2 separate regions of the Mus musculus genome follow, and region 1 is linked to region 2. A link is a contact called in public Hi-C data. All regions are on one chromosome and are shown on one strand. The core of a region is the stretch at or near the end of the contact, and the rest is flanking DNA. Distances in the headings are between cores, read along the strand shown.

Region 1 (6,255 bases), core at 911-3,410, 130 kb after region 2:
GGTAGAGGGGGCAGAGTGAGAAGTTTTGAACACACTGGTCATGTGGCTCAATCTTCACTCTCTCACCCACCCCCCGCCCTGGAACTCCCTGTGTGTGGATAGCCTTGCTGTCTTGCCAGTGAGTTTTGCTGGTCTGTAAGTCCATCCTGAAAGAGAATTTCTTAAAAGGCCTACAGACTGTTAGAAGACACTGCTTTCAGCTGGGAATGATGATCCGTACCGGCCACTCTGGAAGCCAGGAGGCTGAGGCGGGGTGACCCTGGGAGTTCAGGGCTGGACTAAATAGGGAGACACTCTCAAAGGAGTGTTCTCAGGTCCAGGGGGTACCTGACTTCTAACCCAGGAATCCATGCCAAAAAACTGGGTGGGTACCCCTTACACACTTGTACTGCCAGTGCTGGGGAGGTAGAGGCAGGGACTCCCAGAGTGTTTTGGCCAATCAGTGTGTAGCCTACAAGTCAAAAATGGCAAGAACCCATTTCAAAAAAGAAACAGGGCGCATGGTGACTGAGAATATCCAGAGTCCTCTAGCCTCCACATGTGCACCCATACACCCTCACACAAAAGAATGTGATTCTTACCCAAATATATACTGAGATTTCCCCCTCCCCACTGTATTTATCTACCTGACATTCTCCCCCCCCCCCCCCCCCCGACCACCAAGCTCAGGCTGTCCTGGAAACTCACTGATTCCAGATAATCCTGTCTCTACCTCCTCAGTGCTTCGAGGTCAGGTGTGCCCCACCACACCTGATTCATTTCTCACTCTTTATGGCAACCCCTTCCACACACATCTGTGAAACGAACACACACAGCTCACCTGGTGACCCAAGAAGCCTCTAAGACAATTTGAGAGGGAAGGCTGGGACATGAAAAGATAGGACTATCGTGGGCTAAGAAAATTTAAATGTCAAAGGTGTGCCAACAGTAGCAAGTGTGCCGGGACTCAAGAAACCCTGCAGCTCAGGCGGCAGGCCAGGAGGCACAGACAGGGAGGGGACCCTGATTAACTTGGATGACTGGCTGCCAGTGCCCAAACTCCCTTGGCAGCAGGACCAGCCAACGGAGAGGTGGTGGCTGAGCTTTTTGGAAGAAACGCTAAAGATGACTTTCCACGGGTTGTTCCTGATTGGAGCAAGAAATGTCTCCACATCTTTGATGCTGACAGTGTAGGCTGCTGAGATTCATGGTCCTCATAGGGAGATAAGACCCTGGAAGCTCGGATAAAAGGGAGATACCAGAAAAGCTAGTGCCAACCAGGTGGGTTGTTCTCTCTCCGGCTCACCCTATCAGGAGCAGGAAGGGGTTATGAGAGCCCTCTGGGGGCTGGGGGCGGGGGTAGGTGACTATTACTTTGATCTTTTTCTTGATAAGACTACCCTTGGTAGCAAGATGTATCCTGTTAGCAGCTGGACACTTGAACGGCAGTCAGATGGTCCCCCAGAAAGCTAAGTGGTGACTCTAAGCTAATTGTTGCCCTTCAAGTGTGAGTCAAGGGAGACCAGGATTCTCTCTGGGTGTAGACTTGGGAAGTCAGCCCCAGGTTAGGCTGCAAACAATCTGTGAAGTTTCCACCCCACACCTTGTGTCAAGGTAGGTACCCATTCTTTCTTATGGAATCTATACTATGACCTTGGTAGAAGTGGGGACGGGCCACATGTTCTGGGGCTCTAGGGACGCGGGATGAGAGGTGGGTGTGTGTGCTTATGCCCTTCGTAGACATAGCGAAGGGATGGCTCACAGCATTTTGCTCTCACCCTGGTTTTGACTACCAGCCTTTCCGTCGACACCTCCTCCTCCCCCATGGCATTTGGGGACTCAGGTGTAACCGTGGGCATCGGGCATCCGGGAAGAAGGAGTTAAGGTAGGGGTGGGCGTGCTTGGGTTGGGGCTGAGGTGTTTAATAGAGAGAAGCAAGCAATTGGCGAATGTGAACGTGGGCAGCTTCTCTGGGGAGGAGAGGAAAGAGGGCCGGCTGCTAAGCTGCAGCTCGCCCCCCGCGTGTGTCTGCCTGTGTGTGCAGCGTGCATGTGTGTGAGAGAGCGAGTGAGCGAGCGAGCGAGTGAGTGAGTGTGAGTGCGCGCGCACCGAGGCGTTCCTCAGGTTGCGCTGCCTGGAAACGGAGGGAGCCATTGGAGAGGCTTTGGGGGTGGGGGTGGGGGTGGGAGGTCCCCAATCCTGGGAGAAAAGAGAAGAGAGACTGGGGTGGCCAAGCCAGTCCAGCAACCAGGCTCCAGCCTCGGTGGGGGGAAGAAGCCAAGAGTGGTAGGGGGATCTCCTTGCTAGAGACCGCTAGGCTTCTTCATCTGGAGGAACCGGGGAGGCACTGGGGAGGAGGCCGGAGCTGCATGGAGTTTCTGGGGCGCGCAACTCCGGCGGGGCCTCGGCCACTGGGCTCCCGGGCGCAGCGAGGAGGCAGCCGCGCACATGGGCTAAGCCCGCGCGGCCAGCGGGCGCGGGAGGGGTAGAGGCGAGAGCGGTGCAGGGGGTGCGGGGCGCACGTTCCCCCAGACGGGAGGCGAGGACAAGGACAGGGGAGAAAGGAGCAGCCTAGATCATCGCGGGCTCTGCAAAGCCCAGCTGTGAGACTCAAGGGAAAGGCAAGACTCGCGCCGCGCCGGGCTCCCGGGTGCCGCTGGGTTGGGCAAAGCGGCCTCTCAACCAGAGTGGGGGCACGCCGTGGGAGCCGGCTACGGAGAGGAAGGATGCCCGCGCGGGGACGCGTGTGAGCGCCAGCTTGAGCGCTCTGTTTCGCGTCGCCCCCTCCCTGCGGGCCTCGGAGGAGGTGCCTGGGCTGCCGGGCAGCGGAGCTCCGGCTCCAGGAGAGGTGAGTGATGCTCTCTCCCAGTCTTTATCCTGCATCCTCCCTGCATCGTTGCCTCCCTCGCTGCTTCAATGGTCCCTTCCCCGGATGCCCCTATCCTAGCGAGTCTCGGAGTGGGCGGGTGTGCTGCCCACAAGCGCCTCCCGGACCTGTTGGCCCCGCTCTTAGCACCCCATCTCTCGGGGCCGGGGTGTCACCCGAGCCATCCTGATCTCTCTTCATGCTTAGGGTGGGTGAGGAACGCTGGAATTGCAGAAGGGCCTGGGTACACTCGTGGGAATCCCGGGACTGTGCCCAGCTCGTGGAGTCTTGGGTGCTAGTGGCCATCGGGCTGCGCGCCCCCGGGGACACCCAGGTTGTGGGAAAAGGGAGCTTTGGGTGTCGGGGATCCGATCCGCATCGCAGCCTAAGTGGGAGTCCTTGGTGGCATTCTGGTCTCCGGGAAGCTGGAGTCATGGCGATCTATCTAGGGAGGTGGGAGGTATGGATCACTCCATCTCCATCTTCCCACCCCGATGCTCGCTTCCTTGGGGGAGGATCGGTGGTCTTGGAGCACATGGGGTGACCCTAGAGGCCTCAGGCAGTCCCACCGGGACCTCTGGGTGGCAAGCTTTGGAACTAATCCAGATCGAGGGCAGAGGTAGACACTCCGCCTCTCTAGCGCAAGCCAGGTTTGCCTGGGTGCCCAGCTTCCCCAGACCAGCGCTTCAGGGAGTGAACTTCCTCAGACTTGGTCTGAGGGCGCCTGGGCAGCAGCAGGTAGTTCTAGTCTTGCCTCAGGGAGAACCCGAGGATACTTTGATCCACAAGCAGATGGTGCTAAGCCAGGACTGAGCGCTGCGGTTTGATTCCACAGTGCAGGACACGTGCATCTTCGGCCCCCATCCCAGTGTTTCTTCTCCAAGCTGTTCCTTTGCCCGAGGAGTTTGTGAGAGATCCCATTTGCGCCTCATTCCTTACCTCCAGGGGTAGCTGTGCCTGCATGCAGTTCCTTAGGTGCCAAGACTGGGGCGCCATCCCTAGGCCCCAGACTATTCTTTTTTATTGTTTTTACATAAAAAGGAGACATTCCTGGGTCCACAATATAGCAGCCAAGAGTCGGTAGCGTGTGACTGTGAAGTCTGATAAATTGTGTTCTTAACTACGTTCTGCAGTGGCACAGTGCAGTCTGAACTGCAGAGTTACCAAGACCAGGAGAGACAACGGGGCACTGTTCTAACCCTATGCTTTTGTGCACGTGGAGGGACTCGTGTTCTGCATCGAACTGCTGTCTCCCAGTCTCAAAGATCAACTTTAAACACACATACACACACACACACACACACACACACACACACACACCCCGGAGCTAAGCATAGGTTGTGAAGCTGCTTCGTGTGAATTGTCTTACAGGGTGGGGTGCAAGACATGCTGTCCACAGAGCACCACTCCGGCTGTCCTTGGGGTTGTTGGAGGTGGTGATTTAACATTTTAATTAATTAATTAACTAACTAATTAATTAATGCAAGGTGGGCATCAGTGATATGGTAACAATCAATGTGAGTTGTTATTGTTATTTATTAGTTTCTTACTTATTTGGTGTGTGTGTGTGTGTGTGTGTGTGTGTGTGTGTGTTGGAGGCCAGAGGCATAGAATCTCCCTGAAGCTGGAGTTACAGTGTAAGTAAGTAAGCCACCTGACATGGGCCCTGGGAACCAAACTCAGTTCCTCTCTGCAAGAGCAGCAAGCACTCTTGACCACTGAACCATCTTTTTCCCCCCTGATTTTATTTATTTTATTTTCTCTTTGGCATTACTGGGGATGACACCCAATGTTGGGTATCCGTTTCCTCGGAGTGCTCCACCACTGAGTGAAGTCCCCACTTCCTACCGTTGGCTTGTACTCACTAATTCTGCACTGTGAGGTGTTGGCTGAAGTCTTAGGTGACCCTTTAGATCTCTCCTGGGCTGGCAGCTCCCTTGCTGTGACTCGTTTAGCATCCTCCCATGGTGCTCAGGTCATGGAGACTGTTCATTACTTCTTTGAGCAGTGCACGGGGTCCTGGCAGATACCCAAGGCTAGTCATGAGCTGGGTGGCTTCTGAAAGGTGGCCTTTTCAGAGTCAGTTGAAGCTTGTGTGGTTTAATCGAAGCAGCTGGGGGGCACCTTTCGAATTGTTTTAGGATTGTTCACTAAAATGCCACCTCTTTTCCAATCCTGAAAGTGACAGTTGCCACCAACCCAGCCTTCACTGACAGTGTGGCATAGAGTCATTTGTAGAAAGAGAATAAGTAGCCAGGGATGGTGGCTAAGGTCTGTGACCTCAGCACCTATGATGCTGAGGCAGGAGGATTGAGGCTAGGCTGGGCTGCATTGTGAGACTCTCTCTCTCAATCAATCAATCAATCAGTCAGCCAGTCACATAGATCCTATCTCAAAACAAATGAACCAACAACAAAATAATTTAATTCAGCTGGTATCACTGAGAAAACTCACAGTTAAGTCCTAATGGGAATCCTTGAACCCCTTTCCTCTTGGTAGATAAGGGTGGGCAGCCGGACAGGGTAGAAGGTATCTGCCGGCCCTTCCCTCCCTCCCTCCCTCCCTCCCTCCCTCCCTCCCTCCCTCCCTCCCTCCCTTCCCTCCCTCCTCTTCTTTCTTTCTTTCTTTCTTTCTTTCTTTCTTTCTTTCTTTCTTTCTTTCTTTCTCTCTCTGTATTTTTGTGTGTGCAGGTGTAAGTGTATTTGTGCACAGGTGTGGAGACCCGAGGTCAGTCTTGTCTGTCATTGATCAGGTGCTGTCTGTCTTGGATTTTTTAAAAAAAAAATTCTTAACATTTATTGTTTATTATTATGTTATTGGTGTATATGTGTGTGTGCATGTGTGTGTAGGTGTATGTATATGTGTGAATGTGTGCGCTCATCCCTAGTGCTTGCTAGGTATGTGAGGCTGGCTTATGAAGCCCTAGGGATCCTCTAGTCTCTGCCTGAAGCCCCAGAGATCCTCCAGGCTCTGCCTCCCCATCCCTGGGATTATAAGTGTGTGCTGCCACGCCTGGCTCAAGCTCATAGCCTCATCTTTGTGCAGTAAGCCGTTTACAGACAAAACTCTCTCCCCAGCCCAATAGCCACTCTTTTGAATTTATCATTTATCTCCTCATTAGGGCTTAAAATACAGGGTAGGGCAGGGTTCCAATTTAGAATTCCTTCTTTCTCTCCCTCCCTTCCTTTTCTTTGAGACAGGGTCTCACGTGGCTCCTGGCGGACCTCTGCTTTTCTGTGTAGGATGGGATGGCTTTGAACTCTACATTCTTCTGCCTCCACTTCTCCAGGGCTGGAATTATAGATCTATGCTATCATACCTAGCTTAGAAATTGCCTTAGCATGGCATGTGTGCTTGGGGGAGCCACTGCGTTTTAGGGTCACTGGCATGAGAGCCATGTATCCCGTGGG
Region 2 (6,646 bases), core at 4,093-6,592:
AAGAATATAACTGGGGACTTGCGTGCAGTTTCAGAGGGCGAAGCCATGACCATGTTGGGGAGCATGACTGTACCTGGGTAGGTAGACAGGCACGGTGTTGGAGCAGTAGCCAAGAGCACGCATCTGATCTGCAGGTTGGAGGCAGAGAATGAGAGGTTGGGCCTAGTATGGGTTTCTGAAGCCACAATGCTTCTCCCCCAACACCCATGACACACTTACTCCAACAAGGTCACACTTCCTAATCCTTACCAATACAGTTCTATCAAGTTAGGAACAAGCATTCAAATATATGAGCCTATGAAACCATCACACTGAAAATCTTGAGATGCTAAATAACCAAACGAGGGCTATGGGAGATGACGCAGTGGGCCAGGTACCTGCCTTACAGAAGCCTGAGGCTCCGAGTTCTGGTCCTTAGCACTCATGTAAAGCCAGACTTAGCTCATCTTCAATATCAGTGTCCCTGTGATGATGGGTCAGCTAGCCTGGGTTAGGCACAGTGACAACCAAGGAAATCCCATCTCAAGATAGAAGTTGAGGACTGCACAATCCAGATAGTTCTCTGACTGCCACACTTGTCCTGTGGCATGTGTATGGCTACCTGCATGCATGCTCACAAATCTGTATACACATATATACTCAAAGAAAAAAACATGTTTTGAATGACTTTATGCCAATTAGATGAAATATACAAAATCTTTTTTTTTTTTTTTTTTAAGACACAGTTTCTTTATGTAACATAGCCCCAGCTGTCCTGGAACTCCCTCTATAGACCAGGCTGGCCTCGAACTCCTAGAGATCTACCTGCCCCTGCCTCTCGAGTACTGGGATTAAAGTCATGCCGCCTCCTGGTCAAACTGTACAGATGCTTAGGGAACAAAACTAGAAAAAAAAGCACAAAAATAACCCAGAAGGCTGTGAGTCTTGTTAGATTTGTTAGACTTGTTAGATTTGTTTTCCAGCTTGATGCAAGCTAGGATCATCTGGGAAGAGGAAACCTGAACTAAGAAAATGCTTCCATTAGATTGGCCAGTAGGCAAGCTTGTGGGGCGTTTTCTTGAATAATGAATTGCTGGGTGTGGGCCCAGCCCACTATGGGTGGTGGCATACCCGTAGTCCTGAGGTGCATAAGAAAGCCAACTGAGCAAGCCAGTAAGCAGCATCCCTCCATGGTCTCTGCCTCAGTTCCTGCCTTGGGTCCTTACCTTCATGATGGGTTGTAACTGTTGTAGAAAATATTTAATCCCAATCCAGGGTTTCTACCCCGCCATTGATCGTTCAGTTCCTGGATAAAAGACACACAACCTTTATATTTATAATAAGCCTTTACCAGCACTAGTGCAGATCAGATATCTACCCTCCATGTTATTAAAATCTATTTTTTATCCATAATCCCGAGTTATTACTGTGATTTATCTAGGCTGCTCTTACCTCCAGTTGGCCAGCCCTCAGGGCCATGTTTTCTTGACTCCTAACTCATGGTGTCTTTCTCCTCTCTCCACCTTCTTCCCTCTGCCTTGTGGTCTCCTCCAGTCAGGAACACCAGGCCCCACTTATCTCAGTTCTGCCCAGCTTTAGACTGTAGGCATCTTTGTTGTTGTTTTCGAGACAGGGTTTCTCTGTGTAGCCCTGGCTGTCCTGGAAATCACTCTGTAGACCAGGCTGGCCTCAAACTTAGAAATCCACCTGCCTCTGCCTCCCAAGTGCTGGGATTAAAGGCCTGTGCCACCACTGCCCGGCTTTTTTTTTCTTTTTTCTTTTTTAAAGATTTATTTATTTCATATATGTGAATATACTGTTGCTGTCTTGAGACACACCAGAAGAGGGCATCAGATCCCATTACAGATGGTTGTGAGTTACCATGTGGTTGCTGGGTGCTCTTAACTGCTGAGCCATGTCTCCAGCCCTGACTATAGGCATCTTTAGTCACCAAGCAGAAATAATTTGGGGGCAAGGTCACACATAGCATCGCTTGGGTCTGCATGTGGACTCTCATGTCTGGGGCAACCAGGTCTTAGGTTAGCGTTACAATTCGTCTCAACAGACCAGACCTCAACATGTAATCTGTTAGCCAAGTAAGCCCCTCCCCCCAGGTTGCTTCTGGTCATGGTATTTTAATCACAGCAACAGAAAGCAAACTGTAACAGGTCTTATAAATAATCTGATTTTATTATTTACTTATTGAGAGAGGGTTTCACTCTGTAGCTCTGACTGACCTGGAACTCATTGTGCAGAGCAGTTTGGCTCAAACACACAACATAGTCTTCCCCTGAAGTGCTGGGGTTAAAGGCATGCATCACAGCCAGCCTATCTTAATTTTTCATGTGTGTGTATGTGCTTGTGCACGTGTGTATGTGCATGTCCATGGGAGTACAGTGCCCTTGGAGTCCAGAAGAGAGCAGCAGAGCTCTTGGAGCTGGTTCAGGTAGTTGTGATCATCTGCCAGGTCCGCTGTAATAGCAGGGAGTGCTCCTAACCACTGAGCCATCTCTCTAGCCTTCTGGTTTTATAGTTTAAAAACCTGTGCAAAGAGAGTTCCAGGCCCAGATGGCTTCACGGTTGACTCAGTGTAAGCCCCAGGAAGGAGAGGGCCAGCTCTCCACAGCCACTCTCCAGCTCAGACCGTCACTTTTGGTATTCCTGACTTCCTTGGGCGTGCTAGTGCAACACCTATAATCCTGGAGCTCTGAGTAGAGACAGAAAGATCAGAACATCAAGGTTATTGGCTAGATGGGGAGTTAGAGTCAGAGCCTGTCTTTCAAAATCAAATCAGGGCCGGTGAGATGGCTCAGTGGGTAAAGGCTTGTGCTGCCAAGCCTCATATCCTGACCGCCACAGCCCTCATATCCTGACCGCTACAGCATGTGTGGCATGTGCATGCTCCAACACACACTTGGATGAGTACATTTTTATTTTATGTGCATAAAGGGTGTCGTGCACTGCTGGAAGAAGATAGTTGGCTCCTAAACATGGACATTAAGCAAATGGCCAAGACTCCATTAATGGTCATGGGAAGACCAGCTCTAACAGGACTTCGTGGCTTTCGCTCCATTGGCCTTTTTCATGGAATAATTGTGATAGCAGGAAAAGGGGTGCAGGGTAGGGGAGCTTGTGATTATCCTGTGCTCAGCAGCAGCTCTGGCCTCTGCCCACTAGATGTCAGGAGCACCCCCACTTATGGAAGCCACAAAGGCTTCTCAAGGTTTCCTGTGGAAGGAAGTTTCAAAGTTGGAACAGAATAGCCCCAGGGTCACAGAGTCGCCTCTGGTTGGAAACCACCATTGCTATTGCATAGCAACCACTGTACAACTAGAAGTGGCTCAGCTGTAGAGGTGACTTTATTATATATATTAATTACAGTGGAACATCAGTTTGGAATATGAATGTACTCGTGCATCTTTTAAAAAGAAGAATTTTTAGTACTCCTGTCTCTGTGCATGTGAGTTCAGAGGACAAAAGAGGGTGTGGGGTTCCCTGGAGCTGGGGTTCCAGGCAGCTGTAATCCGAACAGTTTGGGTGTGGGGCACAGACTGGTCAGGCCCTCTGTAAGAACAGTCGTAAACCACTGATCCATTCTCCAGTGCCCCCCACTGGAGTCAGGGACTCATGTACTACAGGCTTGACTTGAAAGGAGGCCTTGAGCTCCTCATCCCCCTGCCGCCGACTCCCTAGTGCTGGGATGACAGATGCGCCACCATGCCTGTTTATGTGGTTCTGGGGATGGACACTGGGGCCTCATTGTAGGGAAGGCAAGCACTCTAGCCACCCAGATAAGTCCGTGGTCTTAATTTCTTTGTGTATTTTATCTCAGTTTTACAAAGTGTAACTAATAGAGACTGACAGACACACAGAGAGAAAGACAGACACACAGAGACAGACTGACAGACACAGAGAAGCAGAGCGAGTATACACGCAAGCCCAGTTGCTAGGATTCCTGTTGCTGGCGATCACGTCCCAGATCACCTGCTCTACTACTGTGTGGCTTTTGGCATTTTTACCCTCTCTGAGCCTGGATCTCGTGTTTGTCAAGTGAAAATAACAGTCACACATCTGCTAAGATTCCTTCTGATGTACATATAGATTTTATAGCCTTGGAAAGACACAAATACTCGTAACAGCATCTGGCACACAGCAAGTGCTGAGTAATGTCTCTACTGTTAGGGGCCTCATCAGGTTGTGTTCAAAGGACTTATAAATCCCTCTCGGTTTATAAATCCTGCTTTCCATGGAGGTAGAGAGAGGCAGAGTTTGCTTTAGGTCTCTCAGAAAAGTGTTTTGTTTAAGTTTCATCTCTTGCATGTAATTTCCTAAGTGAATGGTTAGGTTTTTATAGAGATGTTTAAGTGGAATATTGCCTTCCTTCTATTCTGTAAGTGGTCTTTGCTGGCATGGAGCCTTTCCTGTTGGGGCTGACTTAGTTTAGTTTTGGTGTGTAAGCGTGTGATGTACATTTGAGTGGTGTATCTTTGTGAGTGTGTGGGAGGGGGGCAAGTGTCCTGCTGTCTGTGGAGGCCAGGGGAGGACATCAGGTGTCGTGCTGTGTCACTCTCTACCTTATTGCCTTGTGACAAGTACTTACAATGAAGCTGGAGTGAGGCTGGCAGTCAGTGACACAGCAGCGATCCTATCTCTGCCCATCCTCCAACCCCTACTCCACTCCTGGGGTCACAGATGTGTGTGGCCATGCCTGGCTTTTTATTTGAGTTCTGGGGATCCAAACTTACATTCTCATGCTTGCATCCCTTGAATTCTCACGCACTGAGCCACCTCGGCTCTGTCATTGGTATTTTAATAGAGGTGTCTAAACAGACCCTTGGTACTTAGCGTGCTTTAGTTCTGCAAGGCTTCGTTCTAAGTCCGACAGGGTTAAGGTGCTAAAACAGGCAGACAAACAAAAACGACTTTGTTGTTAGTTTGGAAATGGGGTTGCTGTGTGCCATCCAGCTAGCCCAGCACTCTCGTGTAGCCCAGGCTGGCTTGGAATTTGCTGTGTAGCCCAGGCTGTAAACTTGGTGCATTCTTGCCACAGCCTTTCAGGACCTGGGATTCCTGGGTTAACATTGCTAAGCCTGCACAAATCCCGTTTTACAAAGATAGGAATTAAACATACTGAGGAAGCATGTGTGCTTTGGATCCCATCCTACCTTGGGTTTATTTTAACCCACTGCTGCTGTAGGCTAGGAGAGCTGGCGAGTTGTCCTTGGTAATTGGCCACTTTCTTTGCATTTGATTTTCCTTCTTTCTTTCTTTTTTTTTTTTTTTTTAAGTTGGTAGCTTTCCAAGACTCCAATTATATTACTCACAGTTTACTGCTTTTGTGTGCACTTCAGTCTTTTTTTGCCCTGGCTTCCTTGATTTGATCAGAACTTTCAGGAAGACTTTAAAACAACAGGATAGACAGCCTTCTGTGAGTTTTACTCGGACGTCTCTTTTATTTTTAGAAGTGTGTGTGTGTGTTTGTGTGTGTGTGTGTGTCTGTGCACAAGAGTACAGGTGCCCATAGAGGCCGGAAGAGAGGGACAGAGCCCTGGGAGCTGGGATTCCAGGTGATTCTGAGCTGTTCAGCATAGATGCTGGGAACTGAATTCAAGTCTCTGCAAGAGCAGACTGAGCTCTTAACTGCTGAACATCTATCTCTCCAGCCCAGCTCTATCTATTCTTCAATTTGATGTGGAAACCTGACAGCTATTTCAAGGGAATTTAGAAATGCCCTGTCTTTTCTTGCCTGGTAAAATGCCTTTCTAAAGAACTAAGTAGATAGGAATGAAATGCTTTTGATGTGCCTGACAGATGCTCTTTAGTATAGATTTCTAAGTTTGCTCCATGAAAGATCTCACATGTGCAGGGTGCTGTAGCATTCAGGAACATGGCCACCACAGGTCCCAGGAAATAGAGGCAGAAGTCCAGGGTTGTACTTGGCTAGCCTGGGCTGCAGGAGACTTGCTTTAAAAAAAAATTACTCTTGTGTTTTTTTTTTTCTTGTTATAAATTATACTTTTCTTTTCCCCAAACACAGAAGTGGGGAGCTTGGTGTCCCTTCTTTCACTTCATTATTTTGAGCCCTGCTCACTAAAGCTCCTGAGAACTTGCATTTGTTACCCAGGTCTGGCCTCCCATCAAGGGCAAAATGTTAGCCTTTGATTTTAAACTATCTGTAGTAATCTATAACGCCCTTGAGTCTTACTTGTTTATTTCAGGCCCAGGAAGGTTGCGACGTCTTGGGTTGTCCATCTTTCAGAGTCTTTAATGACTGCCATCTTAATGCTTTCTGAAAAACAAACAAACAAACAAACAAACAACAACAAAAAATGCGCCAATTTGGATTCTTTGGTAGATGTTGGTTAGACCATGCATGCACATGGTTTTCCTGTTAACAAGAGATGCCAGTGATTATAAATGACAAGAAAGCTGGAGAGAGTCGGGCATGGTGGTGCATGCCTTTAATCCCAGCACTCGGGAGGCAGAGGCAGGCGGATTTCTGAGTTGGAGGCCAACCTGGTCTACAAAATGAGTTCCAAGACAGCCAGGGCTATACAGAGAAACCCTGTCTTGAAAAACAACAACAACAACAACAACAAAAAAACCAAAAAAAAAAAAAAAAAAAGTCGGAGAGAAAAGAATGATAATCCATATTGTTCACAGTCCA

What was found. Hi-C and Micro-C count contacts between places; a contact is called where the count stands out from the background.
Region 1: a contact with region 2 is called in a Hi-C map of cortical neurons, with 2.8 times the contacts expected there. The contact joins the promoter of Caln1 here to the enhancer-like site in region 2. A contact is called at or near these places in 2 of 484 Hi-C or Micro-C datasets (cerebral cortex and cortical neurons), 3 of 115 datasets of contacts at active chromatin or transcription factors (embryonic forebrain, embryonic stem cells and forebrain) and 2 of 9 other capture datasets (adipose tissue and pancreatic islet).

The regions. Positions count from the first base shown.
Region 1 is chr5:130,446,632-130,452,886 of GRCm38.p6, forward strand. It overlaps Caln1 (calneuron 1), which reads left to right and starts at 2,161. Exons shown (of 6, transcript NM_021371.2): 1 at 2,161-2,827.
Region 2 is chr5:130,317,514-130,324,159 of GRCm38.p6, forward strand. The region is part of intron 13 of Tyw1 (tRNA-yW synthesizing protein 1 homolog (S. cerevisiae)); the gene reads left to right. Among named protein-coding and RNA genes, the nearest start is that of Gm40336, 58 kb to the right of the region's middle. Within about 2 kb of position 5,343, at least 4 of the 459 cell types and tissues checked have an H3K27ac peak or open chromatin away from gene starts, as enhancers often do. A contact at or near this core is called in cortical neurons, where this site is marked.